4 separate regions of the Mus musculus genome follow, and regions 2, 3 and 4 are each linked to region 1. The links are chromatin contacts, called in public ChIA-PET and promoter capture Hi-C maps. All regions are on one chromosome and are shown on one strand. The core of a region is the stretch at or near the end of the contact, and the rest is flanking DNA. Distances in the headings are between cores, read along the strand shown.

Region 1 (2,700 bases), core at 75-2,574:
ACTGAGGTGGGCAGATCTCTAACTGGAAGGTCAGCCAGAGACAGTGTAATCCTGCCTCAACTCTCCTTCCCCCAAAAGAACACCAAACTTTTGTCTGAACGATTAAAATTAGTCTGGAGTGGTGGTACTGGCCTTGGACCTCATCACATGGGGTGGTAGAGGCAGAGATTTTGACAGTTTAAAAAAAAACACCCTTGTCGCAGGACAATGGTGGTGCCTTTCGTCCCAACACTTGGGAGGCAGAGGCAGGAGGATTTCTGGGTTCGAGGCCAGCCTGATCTACAGAGTGAGATGCGGGACAGCCAGGACTACATAGAGAAACCGTCTCGAACCCCCCCCCCAAAAGTTTCAGTAGTCATAGTTGTACAGCGACATTCTTAAAACGAAACAGGACAAGAATGGCTCACATTTCCCCTCTGAATTTCCGGTTCCTGTTTACTCTGGAGAGGCTACCGGAGGCCGAGACCCAAACCCTGTCCTACAACCGAGGGAAAGCTAAAGTCAAGATAGTGACGTCACTATCCATTAGGAGGCCACGCAACCCGCGACGTCACAGGGGGCGGCAGGCCAGGCAGGCTGAACCGCCGCCCAACCCCCTTCCGGTCTCGATCGCACTTCCGTCTTTCAGCAAACGAACGGACGAACGCCGGGCCAATCGACCTCTCGGGCCAGCCCAATATCCACGGCTCTCACAGCAGAGGCTCCTACGGCGCGCAACCCTAATTCAGTCCCCACCCCACAGTCTCCGACGTCCCCGGCTTAACCGGAGGGCAGCGGCCTCGCGGGCCTTTTTCCTCCCCCAACCTCGTCCTGCGCGTCAGAGCCCCGCGTCTTCCCCCTCAGGCTTCCATCTGGCCGCCATCTTGCCGCCCAGTCCTCTGCCTCGGGGCAGCCGCGGTCCGCGCGGGCCACGGAAACCAAACGTCTGGGCCGCGGGGCTGCCTCTCGCCCCGTCTCGCCTCCAGCCTCCCGTCCCCGACCGGGTGCGGCGGCTTTCTCCTCACCAGCGGTGGTGGCGGCAGTCCTCACACAGCAGACGGAACTCGCAGTCTCCACGGAACTAGCTGCGGCACGCCCGGCGTCTCTTTATATAGTCACCGAAGCCCCGCCCCCCCCCTTCCGCGCGGTCCCTCCGCGGGCAATGCGGTCAGGGACTACTTTGTAACGCCGGGTCCAGTCTCGGCAGCGAAAGCGACAGGCTAAAACTATCAAGGTACCTCTCTCACGGAGTTGTTTCACGGTGGCGTCCAGAGATTGAGGGGCTTTGTGTGGGAGGGCAGGGCTGTGACCTCGGGCGACTCCGCGGAGGGATCAGCGCGCGTGAGACGATCGGCACGAAAACACGGCTGGGATCACTGAGGCCGGAGCGGGCCTTGGCGCAGGCGCCCTGCGGCTTCGCGGCCTGGCGCCCCTAGTCAGGCCACCACCCCCCACCCCCCCTGTTTTCTTTCCGCGCTAGGGGGACCCAGGGCTTTGGCTCCTGTCACACTGGGATCCCATTGGTGACCTCGCCTCCTCAATCCCCTCATCCCCGGCGGGTCACTATGCCCAGCCCTCACTGTTTTGGCACAGTGACAGGGTGGATGACTGTGCAAATCTCCTAACAAGGAAAATGACAAAGGGTTTTTAATAAATTTAAAAAAAAAAAATACGAAGGAGGGAATCTCTCCCCGATTTGGAAAAACGAATCTGAGTTTGTCAAGGAAAGCAGACAGTCTACACAGTTCTTGAAAACTGTTGGCATTAGATCTGAAGCCCAGCAGAACCTGATCTTTCCAGATTTTTCCTAAACCTTGTGTCCTTGGATTCGAGAAGGTTCTATGTTTTCTATGTGCTTGTCACTAAGTAAAGGTCAAAATTTCCAAATGTTGTTCATATTTGTTGTTCATATTCTGAGACTGAACCCACTGAAGCCCTGATTTTTAAATTTTTGTTGTTCAGATGGGGGTTTCTCTGTGTAGCCCTGCCTGTCCTGGAATATGCTATGTAGACCAGGCTGGTCTCAAGTTTATATAGGTCCTCCTGCCTCTGCCTCCCAAGTATGGTCTACAGATCAAGTTCCAGAATGGCCAGGGCTACACTTGACTTGAAAAACCAAAAACCAAACAAAAAACCCCCACAAAAACAAAAAAGCACAAATGTGCACGTGTAGTACAATGTTCAGATTACAGCAAGCATATATCCCACTTATACGAATCAAATTATTCAGGGTTTTTTTTGTTTTGTTTTGTTTTGTTTTTTTTTTTTTGGTTTTTTGAGACAGGGTTTCTCTGTGTAGCCCTGACTGTCCTGGAACTCACTTTGTAGACCAGGCTGGCCCCGAACTCAGAAATCCACCTGCCTCTGCCTCCAAAGTGCTGGGATTAAAGGCCTGCGCCACCACTGCCCAGCTCAGGTTTTTGAAATGTAAGGCCTAAGACCTTAGAAGGTAAGAATTGAATCCCTGATGGGGAGAGATGGCTCCCCAGTAGGAACAGGTCTTTTTCCAGAGTACATGAATTCAATACCCAGCAACCCTGTCAGGCAGCTAGCTTGTGACTCCAGCTTCAGGAGGGTCCAATGTCCCTAGGGACACTTTCACATACATGTGGCACACACTTAGATGGACACACACTATTAAATGCCTTTAATCTCAGCATTTTTTGAGTTTTTTTGAGACAGGGTTCCTATATGTAGCCCTGGCTGCCCTGGGACTCATGA
Region 2 (2,700 bases), core at 144-2,643, 340 kb before region 1:
CAGGATTCTATAGGAATCGACACTGGAGTCCTTGTCTAAGTGCAGAGGGAAAAATGATCTAGCATGGGGTAAGCCTCTCTCACCCGGGCAAGGCTCTGGCTGAGAGACGCCTATTTACAAAGGCTCTAGGGTGTGGATGAGCCATACTGTCGTCTTGCTTTTCCCTCAAACCACCTCTACTCCCCACACTCAGGGCCTAGCATCACCCTCCCAGCACAGAAGCATTCAAAACCCTCCCCTGGCTGGACTTCCGTGATCCTCCACTGAGCTGGGTCGAAGCCCAGAGCAGCCGAGGCTTCCCTAAGCTTGGGATTCAAAGCAGCAGTCAGGACATGCACTAGTCTTGAAACGATGTAGCCTGGGGTAAGCCTGATCTAGTATGAGGGACAGAATGTGGTCCAGGCGCCCTCATATCTCAGCTGATGCCCTCCGTGCTGGTCTGGCAACATCCACAGGGCTGTCCGAGCGGAGCACAGGCCAGGAGGGAAGGGGTGTGGTGGGTGGAGACATGCTGCAACTGACCAGCTCTTTCAGGGGAAGATGGCAGCGGGGGTCATAGGTTAGAAAAAAACCACCAAGATCAGAAGCTGGTGACAGACCATAGCTCTGCTACACCTGACTGGTGACATTCTGTCCTGGGAACATAGCAGGACCATGCTCTGAGGCTTGCTGTGTCCATTGTCCCAGGATCCTGGGACACAGAACAAAAGGCAGATGTATGCCTGTCAGTCCATCACTGTCTCTATTGCCAATACTAGGCCACAGACTTGTTCTAAGTATACACAGACCTCGTGGACATTTGACTTGCCACCCCCGCCCACACAGGGTCTGGTCTTGGCACCTCCCAAGAGGCCCAGGCTCCAGTCTGCGGGTGCGAGGATGCTGTGGCATGGGGCTGGGGATCCCCTTCCTTCGTCTATCTTTAGCAACAGGAACTAGGCAGCAGGTTGCAAGGACACTCACAGGAAACGGGAGCCCATCAGCCTGGCAGAGTCATGGACAGACGACAGAGCACACCCTGTGTTTCTAGAGCCTATGGGACACCCGGCCCTGTATAGCCCCAGTGACAAAGGGCTGGTAAGCGTGTGTAAGCGCTGTTTTGGAGATATGAACTCACATCACAGATGGCATTTCCTAAGCACCTACTGCACACCAGCAATCTGCAAGGCGTCAAGTCACACGTACACACAGCTACCCTGCCTGCCACACAGCCGTCACCACTCCAGGCAGCCCCTAACACTTGACATCAGCTCCAGATCACTAGTCCTGCCACTCTGCCTAGTCTAAGTCTGCTTCTCCAGGCCCCACGCCAGCCCCAGGGACTTTACACAGGCTGTTCCCTGCCTGAACACCCTTCCCCCAGAGAGCGAACACTCACTTCCTTCAACGTCATCTCCCCAGAGGCCCTCTCTGATTTCCCTGGGGGATTAACCAATGCTCTGCAAAAACCCTCACTCTCTCTGCATCTCTGTCTCCGCACCTCTGGGGCCACAAGCTGGAAGTTACGGGAGTTACAGCATCTTGACGAGACTTATTCCTCGTCAACTGGGACCTCTGCCTGCTCCAACTGCCTCCCTCCCACAGCTGGAGTAGAGTCACCACACACTCCATAACCACGTCATTCCATAAATGAGCCAACACCAGAGAGGATGACACCGACGACTCAGAGACACAAAGCGCAGAGTCAAGGAGGCCCGCCTGCCAGAGTTCAAATACATCCCTGCCTGGAGCGTCTCCCAGCAGCCACAGAGAGAAGACAGCAGAAGGAAGCAAGGCCGGCAGGGCCAGCGCCCAGATGACACACTGAGCAACCTGGAGGCCGAGCCCTGAGGGCCAGGACACAGACAGAAGGGCAGCCTTTGGCCACACGGAGGGGGAGGGAGACCTCAGAGAGGACAAGGCTGCCAAATGTTACATAACCTGCGACATGCAGGCTCCGCCCAAGCTCCCGGTTTCTGATGAGTCTCCAGCAGCCATGTGCAGGCCAGGCCTGGGATGAGAGGCAGGGACACCCACTGACCTCCTGCCTCCCCTGTTCTCTGGGTGGCTGAGGGTGGCATGCCTTCCTGCTTTCAGACGGGGCCGGGCCAGCAGCCAAAGGCCCTAGCCACTGCTTCAGGACTCAGAGAACAGAAGTGAACCTCTTAGTTCTTGTCATTTTCTTTTTGAGACACGGTCCTGTAGCCTAGGCTGGCCCTGAACTCCTGATCCTCCGGGCTCAAGCATCCTTAGTGCAGCTTGGCCTACCCTCTTTACAGTGGCAGCCTGATGCCGAGTGGGTGAGAACAGACAGCCCAGGTCAGGGGCTGCCACAGGCCAGCTCATACACTCATACAACACGGTACTCGCTCTGTACTTCAGGGGCCTCCGCCTCTGCTCACTGCTCTTATCATGATCCTCAGGACCAGCCAGCCAGCTCTTGAGGTTGCCTGGGGAGAGAATCAGCCCACCTCCTCTACAGGCCTCCGCCAGGGCAGCCACCTGAATGACAAAGCTAAGAACGGGGCAGGGGTCCCCTTTCCTGGGCAGCCTGCCTCCATCCCATTCAGACCAGAGTCACCTCAGCTCAATAGCTCACCATGATTCCCACATCCCACTAAGTAGTAAGCTCCTCCAGACACTCCAACCACGCCTTTGCCCACTATACACAAACTCTGTCCTACTCTGTGACCTGGGCCAGACACTGGACTTTCCTCAGTG
Region 3 (2,700 bases), core at 41-2,540, 370 kb before region 1:
AGGATGGAGCAGATCAACTGACTCAGTGCAAAGACTGGAAGCCCTCTCAGCCCTGCTTCGAGAGTTGGTTTAAATGTCACCCTGTCACAAATGAGGTAAGGGAGCCTCACCTGAAGAGCTGTCCCAACGGTTTTGATGTGGGAAGGCACACCTGGATTGTGGGCAGCACCTTCAGGCAGCAGCCAGGTACAAAAGGAACTGCCAGGAAGGCGATCACCTCGCCCTTCACTCAGAGCGGCTCTGCCTCATTGATAGCACTGCTAACCCCATGGCTGACGGTACAGCCAGGCTAAGCTTTCCTGGCGGCCTGGGGACCAGCGGCTCTCTAGAAACCTTCTGAGCTTCCAGGTGCCAGATTGGCACTCTTACTCAGTGACTTAAGGGTCATCGCCTTGCAGTGAGAGGCAAGCTGTTCTGGGACAACTCTGAGGCACTCAGGTCCAAGGACCACACAAACTGTTCTCAGCATCGTGGGTGGGGCTTGGCTGTGTTACTATTTTAAAGCTCACTCAAGGAGCTGGAGAGATGTGTTCGGGGGTGCCCTTCCAGAAGACCCAGGGTTCAGTTCCTGGCACCCACATTGGTGGCTCACGAGCACCTGTCTCTAGTCTGAGCTCTGCAGATACCAGGCAAGCACTGTGGTGCAGATATACACAAAGACCAAACATTATAACACATGTGAAATATAAATAAAACAAATATTTTAAAAAGCTTATTCTTAATAAATTCTGCTATACACATATGTATATACACATACATACACGTATGTATATGTTTGTATATATACAAATACACATATATACACATACGTATATATACACATATACACACGTATGTATGTGTAACACACAAATTCCTGAGCAATGGTTCTCAACCTGTGGGTTGCAACCCCTTAGAGGCAGCCCTTTCATAGGGGTGACATATATCAACTATCCTGCATATCAGATATTTATGCTATGATTCACAACAGTAGCAAAACCAGTTATGAAGTAGCAATGAAATCTATGGTCAGGGGGTCACCACAACGCGAGGAACTGTATTCAAGGGTCACAGGAACAGAAAGGTTGAGAGCCACTGCTCTAGAGAACCCTGATTACAACAGGCACCAAGGTGGCAGCAGGGCTCTGTTGGAGTTTCTTAGATCAAACCCAAAGAGGTAGGTGTGGCCATTTCGGTCAGGTTCAAGAATACTTACCGCTGACACAACAGGCAGGATCAAAACAGTGCAGAGCAAGAAGCAAGAGTCCCCAGGACACCCTCACTGTGGGGGGGAAGGGCACACTGTGGGTGTGACTGGCGGAAATTTACACCCACAAGAAAGAACAGGAGAGGCTAAGCCACAGGCAGGGACCCCAATGCCTACTACGAGACAGTAATCTTCACCCCGTAAGTACCACACACTGTCACCGTGAAGAATGCAATGACTACTCTCCTGTGACAAGGGTGAATGCCCAGGACCCTTTTCCACGGGTATGAACACCTCCACATAGTCACCGTATAATACAGGTACTGGCTGGCTTCCCCAACAAGTGTGAACACCCCTGTACGATGACCACTGGTGTGAATGACCAATGGGTCCCCCACCGGTGTGAACATCCAGCAAGGTATCGACGACACAAGTACCTGGTGGCTTCCTCATACGTGTGCATGCAGGATGCCCTCTGGTGGCACTGTACTTAGGGGTCAATGTTCACTGCTCAGTGCTGACTTTAAGGAACACTCCCCTTGACTCCTGTGGCTGCCTGCTGCCCAGTGAGAAGCAGAGTAGAAACGTTGTCACTTGAGTATATTTGCTTTCTAATTGGAACAACATGTGTAAATGACAGAATGCCGCCGTGCACAGAGAGCGGCCACAGAATACGCATCAAGTCCATTTTGCCCAAGGAAGGGGGTGGGGGGGAAGGGCACAGTGCCGTGTGCCGGAGCCCCTGACCCCCAAGTCCTGCGTATGGTGGGGCCACCGCCTTGGCTGGCACGTGCCTCTGAAACAGTAGGTAGAGACCAAAGCACAGCGGCAGAAACACGGGCGAGTCCTTCCTTGTGTGAGACGTCTGAATTAACTCATTGAAGGTATCAAAAATATACCCTGTAAGCCAACACCATTTACACGTGCCTTCCCTCCCGTTGCCACAGCAACAGGCCGGGAAACGGTCCAGTTCCTGCAAGCATCCGTGCCCCAGGCCAGGCCTGGCCCCTTGTGCACCCACCTGGTCTGATGGGCTCCCAGTCTTGTGGGCTGGGTGGCCTTTGGAGACTGCGATGATGACAGCATTAGGGCAGGATAAGCTGGGAACGTCTGTCTGTCCAGAGCGCAAGCGGGCTGGGGGCAGAGGGAGGGGCAGGACCACGCGAGAGTTCAGCTTAGACTTTGGTTCCAAATGCGGTAAGGGGCGAGGCGGTGGCATGGAGGTGCCTGGTCAGCCTGTGGTGGGTCCCCGCTGCCCCAGATGCACGAGTGCGACTGACACACGATTGCTGTCCCCCCCCCTCCTGGCCCGCTGTCCCTCCCCTCCTGTCCACTCCCCTCTCGAGCACCAGGTAAACATCCCCTGAGTGTAAGGTCACTGCGCAGGGCCAGCCCGGGGTGGGAGTCTTAGTTAAGGCTTTAGACAGGCAGGATGCCAGCTCTGGATGGACAGATGAGTGGACGGACGGACGGATGGACGCGCAGGCAGACTCAGGGGCTCCTTCCTCAGTCTC
Region 4 (2,700 bases), core at 176-2,675, 280 kb before region 1:
CAGTCCCCCTCTTGCCCATGCTAGTCCCCACTTTCCTCCCTGACTGTGGCATGCCCCTCCTCCAGCTGCTGCACCCGCCTGCAACTGTGATGCCCACAGAAGCCCCGGGAGGTGGAAAAGCCACTCGTTGGTCTTGAGGACAGATGTGTTCCAGATGCACGAGGCCTTGGGCTGCCTGACCACAGGAACACTGGAGGCAAGAGCCTGTCCTGCCTCTTCCTAGGAAGGAAGGGGGATTAAAATGTAATCCTATTGATCGCAGGGAATGCTAGGCTCTGCTGTTGTTCCTCGGGGAAAGCTGGGGAGCCTGCTCCAGGCTCCGTGAAGGCAGAGGAACAAGCATGGGTGTGTGACACATCTCCAGGCCCTCCTCCTAAGGCTGTGATACAGGCCTTAGCTAGCACAAGGCCGGGGACAGGGGGACATCAGAGTAGAGAGAAAGAGCAGAGGGACCTCCCTTAAAGAGGGACAGCAGAACAAAGAGCAAGATAAAGGCAGCCTTGGGAACAAATGTCCAATGTGGCTAGAGAGCCACACTCCTCTGACCATCTCCGCCACCGTCAAGCAAGTTCAATCTTGCTTCTGAGTCCCAGCCCCAAATCTAACCTGCTGTGCAATCTCACGCAGGTCTCCTGCCCTCTCTGAGCCCCAGTATCTTCCCTAAGCAATAAAGAACACCTACTTACATCCTAAGCTATGGAACCTGAGGCACAAGACTTGTCTGGCCCACATTCCTCTCTGGGCTTTGGTTTCTCACTCGCAGAGAATCCAGGCAGTCAAAAGCTCAAAAGCCCAAAGCTCCAAAAATCAGGCCCTGCCTGCAGCTCACGAGCCCAGTTCAAATCCCACAGTTCCTGCACCGTGGCTGCGTGACTCTGAGCACTCCCCATCTCTGGGTCTGTCTCTCCAGGTGTGAGATGGAAACGCCTACGATGCACACCTTCCTAGGACCAGCCAGGCAGCCACCTGCCAGTATTAATAGTGATATCACCAAGCGTGTCACTGGATCCGCTAGGCAGATATGAGGTGACAGTGCATCTCAGTGGCCGGCAGGCCCCCTCGCTCTCCTCCAGCCTGAGGCCAATGCCAACGCTATGCATGGCCCATGGTCCACCCTCCCCACCCGCTCGCCAGCCTCCACGGTGATAGGGAACTCATGGTTCAATGACTTGCTCCTGTGGGCCGTACCCGGTTCTCATCGTAGATGATCTGGACCAGGCTTCGGTGCTTTGATTCTATGGGTGGTGGCGACACAGGCTTCTCGGGTTCGGGCGGCTTGGCGGCCTCCTCCTCCAACTGTTGCTGCGGGAAAGGGGAGAACATGAGCGGTGAAGGCCGGAAGCTGAGGCACTGTTCCCCCCACTTGCCCGTAGCCACACACAGGAAGTCAGGCTGATCGCCATTTCCTATGAGTCACCCAGAGACTCGGTGCCCTGCTTGGCAGGGATCCCTGGTGGCTGAGCCTCCAGGCTCCAAGAGAGGCCACAGGCACAGAGTGAAGGCCTCAACCAGGAGCACTACACTTCTGCCCCGTACACCCACACAGCCTGTTGAGAAGTTACTCAGTGTCTCTGAACTTCCTACTCCTTTCCCTGGAAACAAAGAGTCCCTAATCTTCTAAGGACTAAACCAGGAGCTACATGGAGAGGGCTGGGAGAGGCAGAAAGGAAGAAAGACTGGTGACAGACAAAGCTTTCCACCAGCATCAGAATCACAATCATCTTCACCATCACCATGATCAACACCATCATTGCCACCATTACCACAGCCACAACCATTACCACCATCACCATTACCGCAATCAGCAGCAGCACCCAATCGCTACCATCAGATCATCACCACCATCATCGCCACCACCCATCGCTGCCGCTATCACCTTCATTACTATCATGAACACCACCATCATGAACACCACCATCACCATCCTACCACCACCATCACTGACCATCAACATCATTACCACCATTAATATTAGCATCATCATTAAAACACCCCCACCCCCGCTCATCACCAATGACCACTACCACCACTACCTCCATTACCATTGCATCTATCACCATCCTAACAAACACCAGCAGCAGCAGCAGTACCACCACCACCCTCGTACCCATCACTATCACCATCACCATCCATCACATCCATTTTACCATCTCAACTTTCACCATCACCAACATCACTAGCATCATCATCATCAACAGCAGCACATGCCTGTGTCTTCACACTGGACCCCTCATCCATCTCCTATCTGGCATCCCTTCCTGCTGCTGCTGTCCGCTCTACTCCAAAGTCAGGAGCCAAGAGCAAAGAATTCAAGACTCCACGGGAAGCCAATGCCTAATGTGACCTACAGAGGGCGCCATGAGTGCGATCAGCGCACGGTCCACTCTGCTTACTATGTGCATTCAGCGAGCATGTTCGGTCACACAGGAACAGAGTTTTATGGCCCGGGAAACAAGGAGATGATGAGGCAGGAACAATCAGCACTGAGGCCAGAAGAGCCAAGCTGCCTTGGTCCTGCAGTGACCCCTGGTGGCAGCTCTCACAGATCAGCCCAAAAAATAAATAAATAAAGACAAAAAACCAGGAAGTCTAAGGAGTAGAGAAGGTGAAAGGGTGAAGACCAATGTCTTGGCTACAGCCCTGACCAGACAGCACACCTCTCAGCCTGAAGTCAGACTTTCATTCCATCGCCCAGGGTTC

The links. Promoter capture Hi-C pulls out the DNA fragments that hold promoters and counts their contacts. ChIA-PET counts read pairs in DNA pulled down with a chosen protein or histone mark.
Region 2: a promoter capture Hi-C map of pre-B cells shows a contact between it and region 1, with 2.3 times the contacts expected there. The contact joins the enhancer-like site here to the promoter of Ubc in region 1. A contact is called at or near these places in 2 of 39 promoter capture datasets (the C10 cell line and pre-B cells), 1 of 484 Hi-C or Micro-C datasets (the N1E-115 cell line) and 4 of 115 datasets of contacts at active chromatin or transcription factors (bone marrow-derived dendritic cells, effector CD8 T cells, heart atrium and 1 more).
Region 3: an RNA polymerase II ChIA-PET map of memory CD8 T cells shows a contact between it and region 1, with 47 read pairs. The contact joins the enhancer-like site here to the promoter of Ubc in region 1. A contact is called at or near these places in 2 of 39 promoter capture datasets (hippocampal neurons and liver), 1 of 484 Hi-C or Micro-C datasets (the HPC-7 cell line) and 5 of 115 datasets of contacts at active chromatin or transcription factors (astrocytes, craniofacial prominence, embryonic forebrain and 2 more).
Region 4: a contact with region 1 is called in an RNA polymerase II ChIA-PET map of memory CD8 T cells, with 39 read pairs. The contact joins the enhancer-like site here to the promoter of Ubc in region 1. A contact is called at or near these places in 1 of 39 promoter capture datasets (pre-B cells) and 5 of 115 datasets of contacts at active chromatin or transcription factors (bone marrow-derived macrophages, effector CD8 T cells, embryonic midbrain and 2 more).

The regions. Positions count from the first base shown.
Region 1 is chr5:125,388,693-125,391,392 of GRCm38.p6, forward strand. Ubc (ubiquitin C) reads right to left here and starts at 1,325. Exons shown (of 2, transcript NM_019639.4): 1 at 1,218-1,325.
Region 2 is chr5:125,051,473-125,054,172 of GRCm38.p6, forward strand. The region is part of intron 18 of Ncor2 (nuclear receptor co-repressor 2); the gene reads right to left. Among named protein-coding and RNA genes, the nearest start is that of Rflna, 49 kb to the left of the region's middle. Within about 2 kb of position 1,394, at least 187 of the 459 cell types and tissues checked have an H3K27ac peak or open chromatin away from gene starts, as enhancers often do. A contact at or near this core is called in the N1E-115 cell line, bone marrow-derived dendritic cells, heart atrium and 2 more, where this site is marked.
Region 3 is chr5:125,015,386-125,018,085 of GRCm38.p6, forward strand. It overlaps Ncor2 (nuclear receptor co-repressor 2), which reads right to left. Exons shown (of 47, transcript NM_011424.3): 47 at 1,768-2,700. Among named protein-coding and RNA genes, the nearest start is that of Rflna, 13 kb to the left of the region's middle. Within about 2 kb of position 1,291, at least 25 of the 459 cell types and tissues checked have an H3K27ac peak or open chromatin away from gene starts, as enhancers often do. A contact at or near this core is called in memory CD8 T cells, where this site is marked.
Region 4 is chr5:125,105,011-125,107,710 of GRCm38.p6, forward strand. It overlaps Ncor2 (nuclear receptor co-repressor 2), which reads right to left. Exons shown (of 47, transcript NM_011424.3): 6 at 1,189-1,302. Among named protein-coding and RNA genes, the nearest start is that of Ncor2, 73 kb to the right of the region's middle. Within about 2 kb of position 1,426, at least 117 of the 459 cell types and tissues checked have an H3K27ac peak or open chromatin away from gene starts, as enhancers often do. A contact at or near this core is called in bone marrow-derived macrophages, effector CD8 T cells, memory CD8 T cells and 1 more, where this site is marked.